Linked DNA regions of Mus musculus: regions 2, 3, 4 and 5 are each linked to region 1. A link is a contact called in public HiChIP or PLAC-seq and promoter capture Hi-C data. All regions are on one chromosome and are shown on one strand. Each heading gives the region's core, a stretch centred on a gene start, on an enhancer-like site or on the middle of the called end of the contact. The rest is flanking DNA. Distances are from core to core; before and after follow the strand shown.

What was found. Promoter capture Hi-C pulls out the DNA fragments that hold promoters and counts their contacts. HiChIP or PLAC-seq counts read pairs in DNA pulled down with a chosen protein or histone mark. Capture Hi-C pulls out chosen DNA fragments and counts their contacts.
Region 2: a contact with region 1 is called in an H3K27ac HiChIP or PLAC-seq map of T-cell acute lymphoblastic leukemia, with 5 times the contacts expected there. The contact joins the enhancer-like site here to the promoter of Zcwpw2 in region 1. A contact is called at or near these places in 2 of 39 promoter capture datasets (the 3T3-L1 cell line and embryonic stem cells), 4 of 484 Hi-C or Micro-C datasets (cerebellum, cortical neurons, embryonic cerebral cortex and 1 more), 15 of 115 datasets of contacts at active chromatin or transcription factors (the 230-238 cell line, DN3 thymocytes, T-cell acute lymphoblastic leukemia and 11 more) and 1 of 9 other capture datasets (embryonic stem cells).
Region 3: a contact with region 1 is called in a promoter capture Hi-C map of the C10 cell line, with 11 times the contacts expected there. The contact joins the enhancer-like site here to the promoter of Zcwpw2 in region 1. A contact is called at or near these places in 3 of 39 promoter capture datasets (the C10 cell line, pre-B cells and stem cell-derived epiblast-like cells), 1 of 15 datasets of contacts at CTCF or cohesin (embryonic stem cells) and 5 of 115 datasets of contacts at active chromatin or transcription factors (DN3 thymocytes, the SCID.adh cell line, embryonic stem cells and 2 more).
Region 4: a contact with region 1 is called in a promoter capture Hi-C map of liver, with 2.3 times the contacts expected there. The contact joins the promoter of Ctdspl here to the promoter of Zcwpw2 in region 1. A contact is called at or near these places in 2 of 39 promoter capture datasets (cranial neural crest and pre-B cells), 3 of 484 Hi-C or Micro-C datasets (CD4 T cells, pro-B cells and regulatory T cells), 4 of 115 datasets of contacts at active chromatin or transcription factors (astrocytes, embryonic stem cells, pro-B cells and 1 more) and 3 of 9 other capture datasets (adipose tissue, liver and pancreatic islet).
Region 5: a contact with region 1 is called in a promoter capture Hi-C map of hippocampal neurons, with 4 times the contacts expected there. The contact joins the enhancer-like site here to the promoter of Zcwpw2 in region 1. A contact is called at or near these places in 5 of 39 promoter capture datasets (the 3T3-L1 cell line, the C10 cell line, hippocampal neurons and 2 more), 2 of 484 Hi-C or Micro-C datasets (cortical neurons and nephron progenitors), 5 of 115 datasets of contacts at active chromatin or transcription factors (the SCID.adh cell line, bone marrow-derived dendritic cells, epiblast stem cells and 2 more) and 3 of 9 other capture datasets (embryonic stem cells, liver and pancreatic islet).

The regions. Positions count from the first base shown.
Region 1 is chr9:118,039,424-118,042,201 of GRCm38.p6, forward strand. It overlaps Zcwpw2 (zinc finger, CW type with PWWP domain 2), which reads right to left and starts at 1,436. Exons shown (of 9, transcript NM_001378466.1): 1 at 796-1,436. Azi2 (5-azacytidine induced gene 2) reads left to right here and starts at 1,099. Exons shown (of 8, transcript NM_013727.4): 1 at 1,099-1,535.
Region 2 is chr9:118,573,887-118,576,668 of GRCm38.p6, forward strand. All of the region lies in intron 22 of Golga4 (golgi autoantigen, golgin subfamily a, 4), which reads left to right. Among named protein-coding and RNA genes, the nearest start is that of Itga9, 31 kb to the right of the region's middle. Within about 2 kb of position 1,500, at least 17 of the 459 cell types and tissues checked have an H3K27ac peak or open chromatin away from gene starts, as enhancers often do. A contact at or near this core is called in T-cell acute lymphoblastic leukemia, where this site is marked.
Region 3 is chr9:118,876,099-118,879,010 of GRCm38.p6, forward strand. It overlaps Itga9 (integrin alpha 9), which reads left to right. Exons shown (of 28, transcript NM_133721.2): 26 at 1,024-1,125. Among named protein-coding and RNA genes, the nearest start is that of Gm51695, 9.7 kb to the right of the region's middle. Within about 2 kb of position 1,438, at least 24 of the 459 cell types and tissues checked have an H3K27ac peak or open chromatin away from gene starts, as enhancers often do.
Region 4 is chr9:118,925,250-118,927,949 of GRCm38.p6, forward strand. Ctdspl (CTD (carboxy-terminal domain, RNA polymerase II, polypeptide A) small phosphatase-like) reads left to right here and starts at 1,287. Exons shown (of 8, transcript NM_133710.3): 1 at 1,287-1,691. The coding sequence starts at 1,613.
Region 5 is chr9:118,555,717-118,558,416 of GRCm38.p6, forward strand. It overlaps Golga4 (golgi autoantigen, golgin subfamily a, 4), which reads left to right. Exons shown (of 24, transcript NM_018748.3): 15 at 1-2,700. Among named protein-coding and RNA genes, the nearest start is that of Itga9, 50 kb to the right of the region's middle. Within about 2 kb of position 1,390, at least 42 of the 459 cell types and tissues checked have an H3K27ac peak or open chromatin away from gene starts, as enhancers often do. A contact at or near this core is called in cortical neurons, hippocampal neurons and pancreatic islet, where this site is marked.

The sequences.
Region 1 (2,778 bases), core at 186-2,685:
TCAGTTGACAAAATAATATAGTGCCAAGAAACATGAGCGTTCTTAGTTGTCAATAAATAAATATTAACTATAACTATGACTCTCACATTACTTAACCAGAAATAATCTAGAACTTGTGCTCCTTTTTCTGTCTGTGACCCCCTAAGATTGCAATTAATTTGTCTATGCCTCACCATACAGTTCAATGTTCTAGCATGCACAAGGCTTCGGGTTCAACCTCCAGCACCGCATTGCTTGGTAATGTATAAACCCAAAACCTTGGAGTCAGAAGCAGGAGGTCAGAGAAAAAAAAATTCAAGACTTTGAGGGTAGCCTGGGCTACTTGAGGCCCTGCCGCAAATTTAAAATTAAAAAACAAACGTACAAAAATATGAAGATTTAACAAACTACAGACAGAGAGAATTATAGATGACTAAAATTCTTCACCCGGTGGTGGAAACAAGTGTGTTTGTGGCCATTCTGGGATGCATAAGACTCTGCCTCAAAAAACAAACAAACAAACAAACAAACAAACCCGGAGGATTATCACCTAGAAATAACCGAGAGAGGAGACAACTCTAAGAGCCAGAACAAGTCAAGAGTTGGCCATGGGCTCCTTTTCTCCTGCTACACAGAAGAGCATCCCGGAACCCCCATGAAGTCAGTGAGCGACCTTGCTTCAAAAGATACCCAAGGAGACCGCCACGCGACCCGAAACACGGGGCCTGCGTGGATTCCAGGGGCCCCAGACACGCATCAGCTCTCGGGTTAGCACCACGGTGACAGGCGCCTCTGAGCTGAGCAGCACGGACCCACCTCACGGAATCCCAGTTGCCGCTGAGTGGAAAGGACGCGCTAGAGGGCGCCCTGAACGCGCGCCTCAGCCCAACAGCAGCCAGCCTGCGACGCTGTCTCAGCTCCACTCCGCCTCCCCGCGGCTGGGCGCGACACCTCACCCGCCGCGGGGACCACTGGGACTGGTAGTACGTACGCCCCGCCGCGGAGGCTCACGGGACTCGTAGTGCGCCTCTGCCCTACCGCAGAGGCTCATGGGACCTGTAGTACGCCCCGCCCCGCTAGAGCGCCACTTAGCGGCACCCTATATAGTCTTCAGGTCCGGCTTCCGGTTTCGTCGCGCTGCGCTGGCACCCAGCCTGTGCGCAGCGGCGACACCTTTGTGGGCGGCGGGGCGTTCGTAGACCCTTCTAGAACCCTCTAGGCCTCGCCGCCCCTGAGCGGGGCAGCGGGCGCCGGCGACCCCGGAGTTGACGCGCGTGCTGCTGGGTAACGGGCCTGTTCCGGCGGCCCCGGGCCGCCCCTGCTCGGTTCCTCTGTGACCTCCAGGGCCCCTGACTGCGGGAGCCGCGGCGGAAGACATGGGACTCCCTCGGTGCACCTGTGACGGCCACCTTGACGGGGGAAGCGGTGGCGTCTTCGAGGAAACCGGAAGCCCGTGGTGACCCCTGGCGACCCGGTTTGTTTTCAGCCGGCTTCCAAACACTGGGGAAGCGAAACCCGGTGGCCTTGGGGACCGCCCTACGTAGCCAGGGTTCAGGGTGAGTGGATCGCTCGCGCTCGCCCGGACGGTGGAGACAGCCAGGAGGGGCCTGGTGGCTGTCGCCTGGCCAGACGCACTTCGCTTTCTGTCCCCGGCGCCCTTCTGCTGTTCAGAGCGGCCCAGTCTAGCATCCCTGGTCCCTGCCATCCCACAGCCCCGCTTCCACGGGCTTTTTTTTTTTTTTTTTTTTTTTTTTTTTGCCTTCCCGCTCGGGGATTGCTCAAGTTCGGTCCGTGCTCTTGACTCGCTGGGAACGCTTTCAGTTTTATTTCCTGCACTGGGGTGGCATTTATATCGGAGAGGGAAAGAGGGACGTGGGTAGTGCCGGTGGCGTCTGGGAGTGACCATCAGTCTAACTTGCATGTTTCAGTCCCGTTTTCCGGCTGGGTTGCAAGGCAGGCTAACAGTGGTCCTCCTCGCAAGGAACTCGGAATACTCAGAAAGAGAGATAAAATACCCATGGAAGCTACTAGAAATCAGAAATACCATGTGATGATCAAAAACATTGACATACTGAGACTGAAATTGACCTCTAATCCTTAAGTACAGAAGAGCCACCCCACCCCCGTTTGAATTTTAAGTTGGATTGAACAAAATCTTAAAACAGTTTCATTTCTAGTTCTCAAAAAATGTTCTCCTTACCCTGTCTGTAGTGATCACTCCATCGTCTTAAATGGAAAACAATTGGAATTATTCGCTGAATGGCTACAGAGTGTTGAATGCTCTAGGTTTGTAAATGGACGTTTTCATGTAAATGCGAGAGATTCATTGATGTCTAAAAGGCAGCTTGCTGTCGTGGGAATGCCAGTGGATTAGATGGATAGCCCAGATGTGTAAGCATCGAGTTTTCCACTTCCTCTCTTGAGGAGAAGGCTGCTTACTCTGACTTTCTCCTTCCCCCTTTTCTGAAGTCCAGGGCTTGCTTACCCTCCAAGGCACCCAGTTATAATTTCTAAGAGCTAGGCTGGCTCTGAAGTTGACAACTTAATTTGTATGTTTAATTACTTCATCTGTAAATTGAAGAGTGCTTACCCATCTTAGTGCTTTTTTACATTGATTTAATGAATTCTTAAGAACAAGTCAGGGGGTGGTAGCACATGCTTTTTTAATAATCCCAGCACTGGGGAGTCTTGAGTTGCAGTCTAGCCAGTGCTACAAAGTGAGACATCTTCAAGAAAAAAAAAAGGGGGGGGGGGGGGAGCACAGTTTCTAGCATATAAGTGCCTCTAGCAGAAGTGCTT
Region 2 (2,782 bases), core at 250-2,749, 530 kb after region 1:
TGTGATGACCTGCTTTGCCTCCCAGGAGCTGGAATTCTAGGTATATACCCCCATGTGTGGCCATCAGACCCTTTGAGTTATGTTAAAGTAATCAACCGTGAGCATGTGTCACAGAGCAGGGTCTGTTAGTTCATTGTGGCCCAGTGCCTTTCCTTGGTTCATCTCTCCTCATAAAGCAAAGGCACTGAATGACTCTGTTCTCATGCTGTGCTCTCACAGGGGCTAAAGCAGCCTGGATTTGCAGCTTGGTGGATGGGTAACATTTTGAGCATATGTACTGGGTGGAAGGCTGAGCTCTCAGGACTGTAGACACTTTAGACTCTAATGTTGTGGTTCAAGTGTTGTGGCTAACAGATCGTGGCCTTCCTGAGTCTAACATGCTAGCTGCAGCCTGTTGCTCCCGGGAAGTGTAGTGCTTGGGAAGTGTGGTTTCCAAGTTTGAGCCTCTGGAAGAGAGACACAGCCCAAGCCAAATATAACCTTGTCCTCTGTGAGCCTTCATTCACTTTGAGTCACAGCTTGGAAGGCCGCTGCCTCAGTGACCCAGCTCTTCATCCACCTTTGTCTGTGTTTGTTGTGATTATCTGGCTAAGGATGAACAGTCTATGAGTCTTCATCACATTTCACAAGTAAACTTTGAAACTGACGCTTAATCTACTGTCCATTCATTGCTATATGGACTGTCATAGTAGGTAGTGATGTGGACGCCAATGCTGTTGCTGACTGGAATTGAACAGTGCCTAGTTCTTAGTTAAGCAGGCTGTGGAGCAGAGTGCAGGGTAAGGACTTAAGGCTTCACTTGTGGAGGGTCAAGGTAGACTGGGCTCTAAGCAAGGGGAGAAGTAGGTTTTGATAGGGAGTCCTCAGCACTTGTGCAAGGTGGGCAGCAGCTAAGTGAAGGCCCAAGAAAGCCATGTGTGAGCTCCCTGAGTCCCAGGAGTCTGGTCCAGCTGAACTCTACCTGTGAAGCCCAAGAGTTCCCAGCTAGGACCACACAGTCTGGAAGGCTAGAGGATCTGAAGTGCTTCCAGAATTTTACCTGTGTGTATGTATCACAGAGAAGATAGTTCTGAAATGGCCAACAAGAATAGAGCTGGTTTTAGGTGCATCTGTTGTGGCTTGCTTTAACAAAGAACTCAGAAGTGGCCAGCAGCCTTCGGAGGAAGGACTTGGCGCTGTGCTGCCTGCCTGCATCGGCAGTCCCCATGAGTCACCACCTGCTTCTCTTCACCTCCTTTGGCTGCAGCATCCTTTCTGAGGCAGGTGCTTGGAGGAGCTGCACATGCTCTGTGCACATGCTCTTACCTTATGGAGCTACTTCAGCCCTGCTTTCTTCCTCTTCGTGGGCTTTGGTCCTCTGCTTCCTCATTGATACTGAAATCCAGTCTACCTTCCGTTTTGCTCTGTAAGTGTCATTGAAGAGGCATCTCCTGAGGAGACATCAGCTGAAGAGCCTGCTCATTAAAGCAGGTGGCTCATTTGAACTTTGCCTTCCTAACTAACTAGGACCTGAGGATGTGGTTTGGAGAGTAGACAGTCTGATTTCTTTCCACAGTGTAGCAAGAGCCAGCTGGAGGCCTTATGGTTGTCAGGTATGGATTCTGGGCCACTGATGAACTTAGGGATGGATTTTCCATTTAGTGGTGTCTGTAAGTGGGAAGAGACAGCTAGTCACAGTTCACGGTTGTGTCTTTGTAAACATGTTTGAACATGCCTGTGTGGTTTCAGAATGAAAGCTTTGATACATATGATACTGAAAATAAGGAAATGTTCTATATAACTGAACCTTTGAATTTTAGATTTTTGGTACCTGGAGGGGAGGGGAATCTTAATAGTAATACAGAAGAAGTCCTCTCTGTGTAAAAAGAAAATACTGAAATAGTTTCTACTTCTTACTTCTTTTTGCCAGTTCATGACACATATACCTGATCTCTATACTCAAGTTTAACACACTAGCTTGTGTTCTGTCTGTTAATATAATTTAAGGAGGTGTTGTCAACGCCTCACAGATCCTCCAAGAATGTGGTTGTTTTAAATGGCATTTTAAAAATATTGTTAAAGCCATTAAAATGGCAAAGCCAAAACCAAGAAAGATGTCTGAAACTAAAGTCATTGTATGTGGGGTTTGCAGCTGAAAACAGTCTCAGTTGAGCTGGTTGAGCTATTGTTAGGAATATGCACTGTTCTGCCTCAGCTCTCTACAGGTAATAGGAATTTAAAGATGTTAGTTTCTTCCCTTTTTGTTATTAATTAAATTTTTTCTGGTGATATGAATATAGTTCCAAAATTTTGGGTTGATAATATTGTGCTGATTTTTTTCCTACAACTTTTCCCAGAGCCCCACTGCTGCCACCAAACACACAGGCCTACACACAGAGTTCATGTAGCCATGGGCACTGGTTCCCTCTTCTGGGATGCTCTACCATGTTCTCTAGGAGTCCCCAGGAGAGAGCACCACCTGACCTGAGATGTAAGCACTGAGCTCATTACCATTCTCACCTCATGTTGACATCTTCTCTCCTCTCTGTCTGCCTAACCACATCTCATCTTGATACACAATAGGGAGTTTTCAACCTTTGAGGAGAATTTTCCAGGAGCTTTTGGGGTGACAGTCTGACTTACGGTATATTTATTCTGATCTGCACAGTTTATGATCTTGTTTTGCAAACTCCCATGTGTAATGTTTTGATTCATCATGTGTTCTACCAAACACAACATCTGTGTTCCTTTAATATGTGATTTCTATTAGGCTGACATGCTGCATGTCTTGAAAAGTAACTTC
Region 3 (2,912 bases), core at 188-2,687, 840 kb after region 1:
TCCATCCTTCTCACTTGCCTAACCTGACTGGCTACCAGAAGCCTCCCACTGAATCTCACAGCACATGACCTTAGGGAATAAATTTCCAGCACCTGAATTCTAGGGATGTGTGCAAACCACACTGGCTTCCTGGAGTGACAGAGGAACTCAGGTGAAAACACTAAGGATACCTGGCTGGCAGAGCCCAGCCATCCCTCAGGGACAGCAAGGACACTCCACAATCAGCAACAGCCCCATCTGACACTGGCCTTTCCTAATTTTTCCAACCCACATCTTTTTCCAATTTCTTTTTCCACCTCTACTTTGGAGCCACGTTCCTGTTATCTGGATGGTGGCTTTGAAATAGAGCCCACAGCAAGGCTTTCAACCGGCTTCTGCCAACAGCCACTTCCTGAGGCTAGGAGGTCCCCCTCTTTGACCCTCAGACCTGATTAATAAACTAGATGTTTGTCTCTCCCACCCTACCCCGACCTGTCATTGTGCCCTCAGATGCCTTCTTTGACTATTTGGCCCCAAGACAGCTTCATTCAAGAGCAAAGAAAGAGTTAATAATAGCTAAGCTTTCATGGTTTTGAGGGCTGTGGTCTGGGCAAGAAGATGACTAGAAAATGGGAATCAGATGCCTTCTGGGGATGCCAGGCTGGGATTTGTTGCACACAATTAAACAGCGTTATTTATCTTCCACTCTTCGTGAATATGCAATATGTCAGTATCCACCTCCAGCGATCTAGCCCTCACCACTCGGAAACCACAGCACAAGGGTGTGCATGTGTTCATTACTGGAAAATGCAATGGTATCTGCCACTCTGCATCTTCCACCGTCCAAAGGAATTCTCAAGAGAAGGCAGCAGTGTGTGCGCTGTGGGTACCAGGGATGGGAAAGCTGCTAGTTCAGTGATAAGCTCTGCATGGACTCTTCACAGAACCCTGAGAGTTCCGCTTGGCATAGTCCCCCTCGTGGGCACGTCATTCTCAATGTCGTTTGAAAGCATCTCGTGGTGAATTGTGTCATTTCCTCCACAGGACAGCTCCTCTGTCATCCAGTTCATGGCTCGAGCCAAGGTGAAGGTGGAGCCTGCCCTGAGAGTGGTGGAGATAGCTAACGGGAACCCAGAAGAGACTCTGGTGAGTCGGCTGCCCTGGGGCAGCTCTCCTCAGGGGACAGGGACCTGGGACTGGGATCTGTGAGGAAAGACTTTCTAAGCCAAGATGAAGGGTTTGTGGTAGACCCAAAGCCATGGCTGCCCCAGCTTCCAGGGCCCCCTGGAAGGCCTCGTGGCTCTGTTGTTGCGTTAGCTTGGTTCTTAGGATTCCTCTGGTATTTGAAACTTTTCTTGCAGTGATTGGCCAAAGGAAAAACTGTCTGGAAGCGTCCTCAACAGGCCTTAGATTTCCACTCTGAGGCCAAGGCTATTTTTATCTCTCTTGAGCCCTTCTCTCAAAACCTCTCCTGCCTGTATTGTTTCATGGCTGAGCATTGGGGCGGGGTGGGTGTGAGTGGGGCTTAAGAAACCACTGCTTGGTTGTCTTAAAGAGGCCATGTCAAGCTGCCAAGACCTAGAACCTTCTCTTTCACTCTCTACCTCTTCCCTTGTCCTCCTTGAAGCCGACAGGCTTCAGAGTGGGCAGTCTGCCTCATGGCTTAGCTGTCCAGTGAGAGAAAGCCTGGACAGAAAGGCCTTTCTTGTTCCTGGGGAAAGAAGGGTCATCCACTGTGTGACACCCTCCTGTGTTCAGTCCCTGGAGTGTAGACAGGGAAGTCAGCCAATGAGCTGCTCTGCGGAGGGACTGTGCTGAAACCTGCTGCCCTTTCCTGGTCCCTCCCACGGATTTTTACCTCCTCTCTGGGGAGGCTTGCTTGCTCTCTCTCTCTCTCTCTTTCTCTCTCTCTCTCATTGATTCTGTGTTGCTTTAACAAACTTAGGAAGTGAATTCAAGAAGAATTATGTACATACACAGAAAAGGGCTGTTAACTTATTTTCTAACCGCAACAGAGACCCTGCCTCTTCATCATGCTAGTACGTGAGAGGCTGGACTATGGTGCTTACTGGACAAAGATGATGAATTCGAGTTCAGTTCCCAGCACCCACGGAAGAAACCATCTGTGGCAGTCCATGCCGGCAACCCCAATTCTGGGGAATTGCGGAGAGGCAGATAGATCCCAGGGGGCTTCATGGGCAGCCAGTCCAGCCAAAATGGTTAGCTCTAGGGTCAATGGCATGCCAATCCCGTTCCTAATGTCAGTAAATATCACGAGAACATCAGCCAGTCTAGGATGGCAGCATTCACGAGGGGTCAGCCATCCCACAGTGGGTGCAGGGATGCGGTCCGGCCTGACCGCTCTTCACGTGGAGAAGCTACCTAGAATGAAACTCAAGGCCTCCGTACTCAGTTTTTCTGGCAGGTCAAATATTTGGGGTTGGCACTTGGCTCTTGGCTCTCTGCATTCTGGCAGAGAGCTGCTACTTGGCAGCTGGCTCAGCCTTTCACCTGGAAAGGAAGAGAAGGGTGGCCTTCGTTCACTGTCATGGCATGGGTTAAAGGGCACTATAGGATGAAACATGCCCAACCCCGAGGTTTAGGATGCTGTGATAAACCATGGTATCAACACCGAAGCACCACTAGAAATGTTGAACCGTGTGCAGCAGATGAAGCCTCTTGCGGTTGCGGGTGGTGAGAGAGCGCTGGGTGTGCGGCCGCACCCTGGCGTCCAGGGAGGCGCTGTGGAGCACTGTGTTCTGGGGCTCCAAGTCATTGGCTCTCCTGTTTTGAGAGCTGTGGTGATATTTTCCCCACCAAGTGGCCAGAAGCTGCTGTTGGGTTTTTGTTTTGTTTTGTTTTGATTTGATTTTCATGCTCCCAAAGGGAGGGAAGGAGGGCACAAGGAGAATCCCCCAAAGAGGGAAGGCTCC
Region 4 (2,700 bases), core at 37-2,536, 890 kb after region 1:
TTCTTTCCAACTTTGTAGACGCTCATCGGTGAACACGCGGCTTGAATGGTGCCAGCGCCGGGATCGCACCGGCGTGGAAAAGTAAGGAAGTCCCAGCAGGCCTCCCCTCTTGAAAGCCACCCGGGGAGAGGCGGGTAGGGGAGTAGGGGGCAAGTGCGCGCGCAAACTGGCGAATGGGCGGAGTTAGATTGTCTTCTCCAGCCCGTCTGTCAGTCACGAGCTTCAGCTCCGCCCACACAGCGGTAATTGGTGAGGAGCGCGCGCGAGCGCCCGCGGCCCGCCCCCTTCAGCACTGCCCCCGCCCACCGGTTGACAGGGCTGCAAGTGGGGCCTGCAAGTTGGAGCAAGAAGGTGCGTGCGGGTGCCGAAATGCTCAGACCCTCCGAAGCTGATGGGCACCTGCTCACACCCAGCTTTGGCTGTCACCCCAGACCTGACAGCAGCCCGATGCTCATGTACTCGAGTCCTGGCCCAGCTCTGCTCCTACAGGCCCCTTTCCACTCCATCAGCCACCTACAGCCTCTTTTCTGTCTTTAAGTGGCTGAACCCCTCGCCGAGGTGCCCACAGTCTCATGTGCCAAGAGGTCTAGCCTCGAGGACGCACTGTTCTGCACACCGACTCTCGCCCGGGCTGCTTATGCGGACTACACAGTGTGAGCCCGGTCTGCAGACTCTCCGCGCACCTCTCATCGCCTCCTCACCCCCAGGCCCAGCATCCCCTATGGCTCACCTCACAGCCTAGCTCTACATTACCCCAACTCTATGCCCGAACCCCGATGCAGCCTCGCTCCCTGCTCCCCTGCGGAACCCTCCATTCCCAGTTTGAGCGTCAGGACGTCCCTCACCCGGAACCCACTACCGACTGCAATCTTCTCCCACGGTACCTGGACTCGGGGTGAATAAACCTCCCCGGGCCTCAGCCGGCGATCCCGCTGCACCCCGGGCTTCCGCCGAGCACTCCCCGCGCTTCCATTCCGCGCCGCGCGGCCCACACCTCGATCGCTGAGCTTGCTCTATCTCCCAGGCTCCGCCGCACCCTCCCACCTACCCCGAGGCCCTCTGTGCCCCGCACGCGCGCGCCACCGCCCCAGACCACACCCCGCACGCTGTGCCCCCCGACTCGGCCCCGCACCCCTCTCCCCGGCGGGCGGCGGACGGCGGGCGGGCGGGCAGCGCCGGCGGCGGTGGAGGCCAGTCCTCGGGCCGGGACACACCCACCCGCCCGCCCTCCTCGCTTTCCTCCTTCCCTCCCCCTCGCGCTCCCTCTCTCCCGCCCTCCCGCCCTAGCTCCGCGCTCGCTCCTTCTCTCCGTCGCCTGCTCGCGCTTCCCGCGGCGCCGGGCCTCCCGCTCCGCCTCCCCGAGCGCGGCTCTCCCGGGCGCGGCTCCGGGGTTCATGCTGACGAGGCGGCGGCCGCTTCAGCCCAGCGGCGGCGGCGACGGCGGGAGCTGGGGCGCGGGCCCCGGCCGCCTCTCTCGGAGCGCGGGGCCGGGCGGCGGCGAGCGCCCCACCGCGCCGCGCCCCTGCGCGCCCCCTACGCCGCGCCCCCGCGCGCCCCCCGCGCCTAGCCTGCGGGGGGCCGGGCCTGCGGGCGGCCGGCGCGGCGCGCACCCATGGACGGTCCGGCCATCATCACCCAGGTGACCAACCCCAAGGAGGATGAGGCCCGGTCGCCCGTCGCGGGCGAAAAAGGTGAGGAGGGGCACGGGCAGCTGCCGCGGGGGGCGTGAGTGCACCCGGCGTCGCCGGAGTTCTCGGTGTGCGCCCGCACGGGCGTGGGGGAGGGGTGTACCGGGCCAGGAGGGTGCGTGGGTGTGGGGTGCGCCTGGAGCAGAGGGAGGCTGGGAGGGTGCCTGTGCCAGCTGAGCTCGTGTGAGTGTGCATGAGCGGCTGAGAAGTTGGGATCGGATGTGTGCACTGCACAGAGCTGTTTTAAGTGTGCATGCAGTGCGTGAGACAGGTTGTGTGCACACCTATGTGTACGCGCAGGCCAACTGAGAGATTATAAGGGCGTGAATGCTTTTAGCAGATTGTGTGTGTTCCTGACAGGCTGTGAGTTTGTGGACTTAATGTGGAGGTCTGTATGCCTCTGACTGAGAGGTGGTGATCGGTGTGCAGAGCCTGAGCGTGTGGACCTTGTGTGTGTGTGTGTTCACTCCTGATGGAGTTGTGTGAGAGAGAGAGAGTGTATGAATGTATGCCTACGCTATCCTACTGTCAGAATGTACTGTGTCTCTTTGCTGTTTGGGTGTATGTGCATATCTGGCTTTGACCAAGATCCTGTGTACACAAGTGCACACATGCTTGTGCCTGTTTGTGCATAACACAGAGAGGCCATGTCTTGAAAATATTTAGTTGGTTGTGCAAGTGGAGGAGAGAGGCGAGGAGCAGCGCCGTCCCCACAACACCACACACACATACACACAAGCACATATGCACACTTCCTTTTTAGCTTGTCTCCCAGCCACCAACCAGCCTGTCAGGAACTCCACCGCCTGGCATCTCCGGCCTCTTGTGGGTGGGGGGAGCTCTACGCAGCACTTGGCAAACGCTTAGTGGCTTAGTGCGTTAGAGCTGTCCCCTTTGGGGTAGTTGGTCAGGGGCTAACCAGGCAATGCCATGCTGCCTGCATCTGGTTTGTTTGGGGTCTATTCCAGCCCCGTCCCTTCCCCTGTTTACTTTTTGCTCTTTCTTGGTATGT
Region 5 (2,700 bases), core at 140-2,639, 520 kb after region 1:
GTGGAGGGCCTCCAGCAGCAGCAGGACAGCCTGTGGACTGAGAGACTCCAAAGCCTCTCTCAGCAGCATCAGGCTGCTGTGGAGGAGCTCAGAGAGAAGTATCAGCAAGAGAAAGATGCACTACTGAAGGAGAAGGAGAGTCTCTTCCAGGCCCACATACAAGACATGAATGAAAAGACCTTGGAGAAGCTTGACAAGAAGCAAATGGAACTGGAATCTGTCTCTTCTGAGCTGTCAGAAGCACTGAGAGCTCGGGACCAGCTTGCAGAGGAGCTTTCTGTCCTAAGAGGTGATGCAGATAAAATGAAACAGGCTTTAGAGGCCGAGCTGGAGGAGCAGCGGCGTCACCACCAGCGTGAGGTTGGCAGCATCAGTGAGCAACAAGAACTAACCGTCCGCAGAGCTGAGAAGGCACTGAAAGATGAGCTCAGTCGGCTGGGGGCTCTGCTGGACGAGAGGGACGAGCACCTGAGAGAGCGGCAGGCCCGGGTGCAGGACCTGGAAGCTCATCTTCAGAAGTCTGCCGGGGAGCTCCAGCAGGCCTTGGCCAAACTAGATCTCTTGCACTCTGAGCAGAGCGCCGCACGCGAGCAGGCAGGTGCGTATGAGGAGCAGCTGGCCCAAATGCAGCAAAAGGTGTTAGACCTGGAAACAGAGAAGAGCCTTCTTACCAAGCAGGTAGTGGAGATGGAAACACACAAAAAGCATGTGTGTGAGGAATTAGATGCTCAGAGAGCTCAAGTGCAGCAGCTGGAGAGACAGAGGAGTGAGCTGGAGGAGAAGGTCAGGTCGCTAGCCCAGCTCCAGGACTCACAGCTCAAGAACAGTACTGTGGAGAAGGAGCAGGCTCGGCAAAGCCTGATGGAAAAGGAAAACATCATCTTACAGATGCGAGAGGAGCAGGCCAAGGAAATCGAGATCCTCAAACAGACATTGTCTTCTAAAGAAGAGAGCATTAGTATTTTGCATGAAGAATATGAAACCAAATTTAAAAATCAGGAAAAAAGAATGGAAAAAATTAAGCAGAAAGCAAAAGAAATGCAAGAAACAAAGAAAAAGTTGTTGGATCAGGAAGCCAAACTTAAAAAAGAGCTTGAAAATACTGTCCTAGAGCTTAGTCAGAAAGAGAAGCAGTTCAATGCGCAGATCCTGGAAATGGCACAGGCTAACTCAGCTGGAATCAGCGACACGGTGTCGAGACTGGAGGAGAACCAGAGGCAGCAGATAGAAAGCCTGACCGGGGCTCATCAGCGAAAACTTGATGATGTCATAGAGGCCTGGGAAAAGAAGCTGAGTCAGCAAGCTGCAGAGCTCCGGGACAAGCATGCAGAGCAGATGGAGGAGAAGGAGCAGGGGCTGGGAGAGCTGAGGCAGAAGGTCCGCATAGTCCAGTCTGAAAAAGAGGAGCTGACTAAGGAGGTGGCGCGATTGAAAGAGGCGGTCAGTGGGCAGGACGTGGCACTAGCTGGCCTGCAGGGACAGCTGGAGCAGAAGTCTGCTGTCATCGTTTCCCTTTCGGAGCGTGAATCTCAGCTGCAGTCACAAGTGGAAAAGCTGGAAGCTGATTTGGGTTGTTCTCTGAGTGAAAAGCTTTCCCTTCAAGAAGAGCTGGCTGAGCTGAAACTGCTGGCAGACAAGAGTCAGCTGAGGGTCTCCGAGCTGACGGGCCAGGTGCAGGCTGCGGAGAAGGAGCTCCAGAGCTGTAAGTCTCTGCATGAGCTCAGCAAGAAGAGCCTGGAGGACAAGAGCTTGAACCTCAAAAGCTTGCTTGAGGAGCTAGCATCTCAGCTAGACAGTCGCTGTGAGAGAACCAAAGCTCTGTTAGAAGCCAAGACGAACGAACTAGTGTGCACCAGCCGTGACAAAGCCGACGCTATTCTCGCTAGGCTGTCCCAATGCCAGCGCCACACAGCCACAGTTGGGGAGGCGCTGCTCAGGAGAATGGGCCAGGTTTCTGAGTTAGAAGCACAACTTACACAGCTGACAGAGGAGCAGCGCACACTAAAGAGCTCTTTTCAGCAGGTTACCAATCAGCTGGAAGAGAAAGAGAAGCAGATTAAGACCATGAAGGCTGACATTGAAGGTCTTCTCACAGAAAAAGAAGCCTTACAGCAAGAAGGAGGCCAGCAGCGGCAGGCGGCCTCTGAGAAGGAGTCCTGCATCACACAGCTGAAGAAGGAGTTAGCGGAGAACATCAATGCCGTCACACTACTGAGAGAAGAGCTGTCGGAGAAGAAGTCTGAGATTGCCAGTCTTAGCAAGCAGTTAAGTGATCTCGGTGCTCAGCTGGAGAGCAGCATCAGCCCGAGTGACAAGGCCGAAGCCATCTCTGCCCTGAGCAAGCAGCACGAGGAACAAGAGCTGCAGCTGCAAGCTCAGCTTCAGGAGCTGTCTCTGAAAGTCGATGCTCTGAGTAAAGAGAAAATGTCTGCCCTTGAGCAGGTGGATCATTGGTCCAACAAGTTCTCAGAGTGGAAGAAAAAAGCACAGTCCAGACTTGCCCAGCACCAAAGCACTATTAAAGACTTGCAGGCACAGCTAGACGTAAAAGCCACGGACGCTCGTGAGAAGGAGGAGCAGATATGTTTACTGAAGGAAGACCTTGATCGGCAGAATAAAAAGTTTGAATGTTTAAAAGGCGAGATGGAAGTCAGGAAGAGCAAGATGGAGAAAAAGGAGTGTGACTTAGAGACTGCGTTA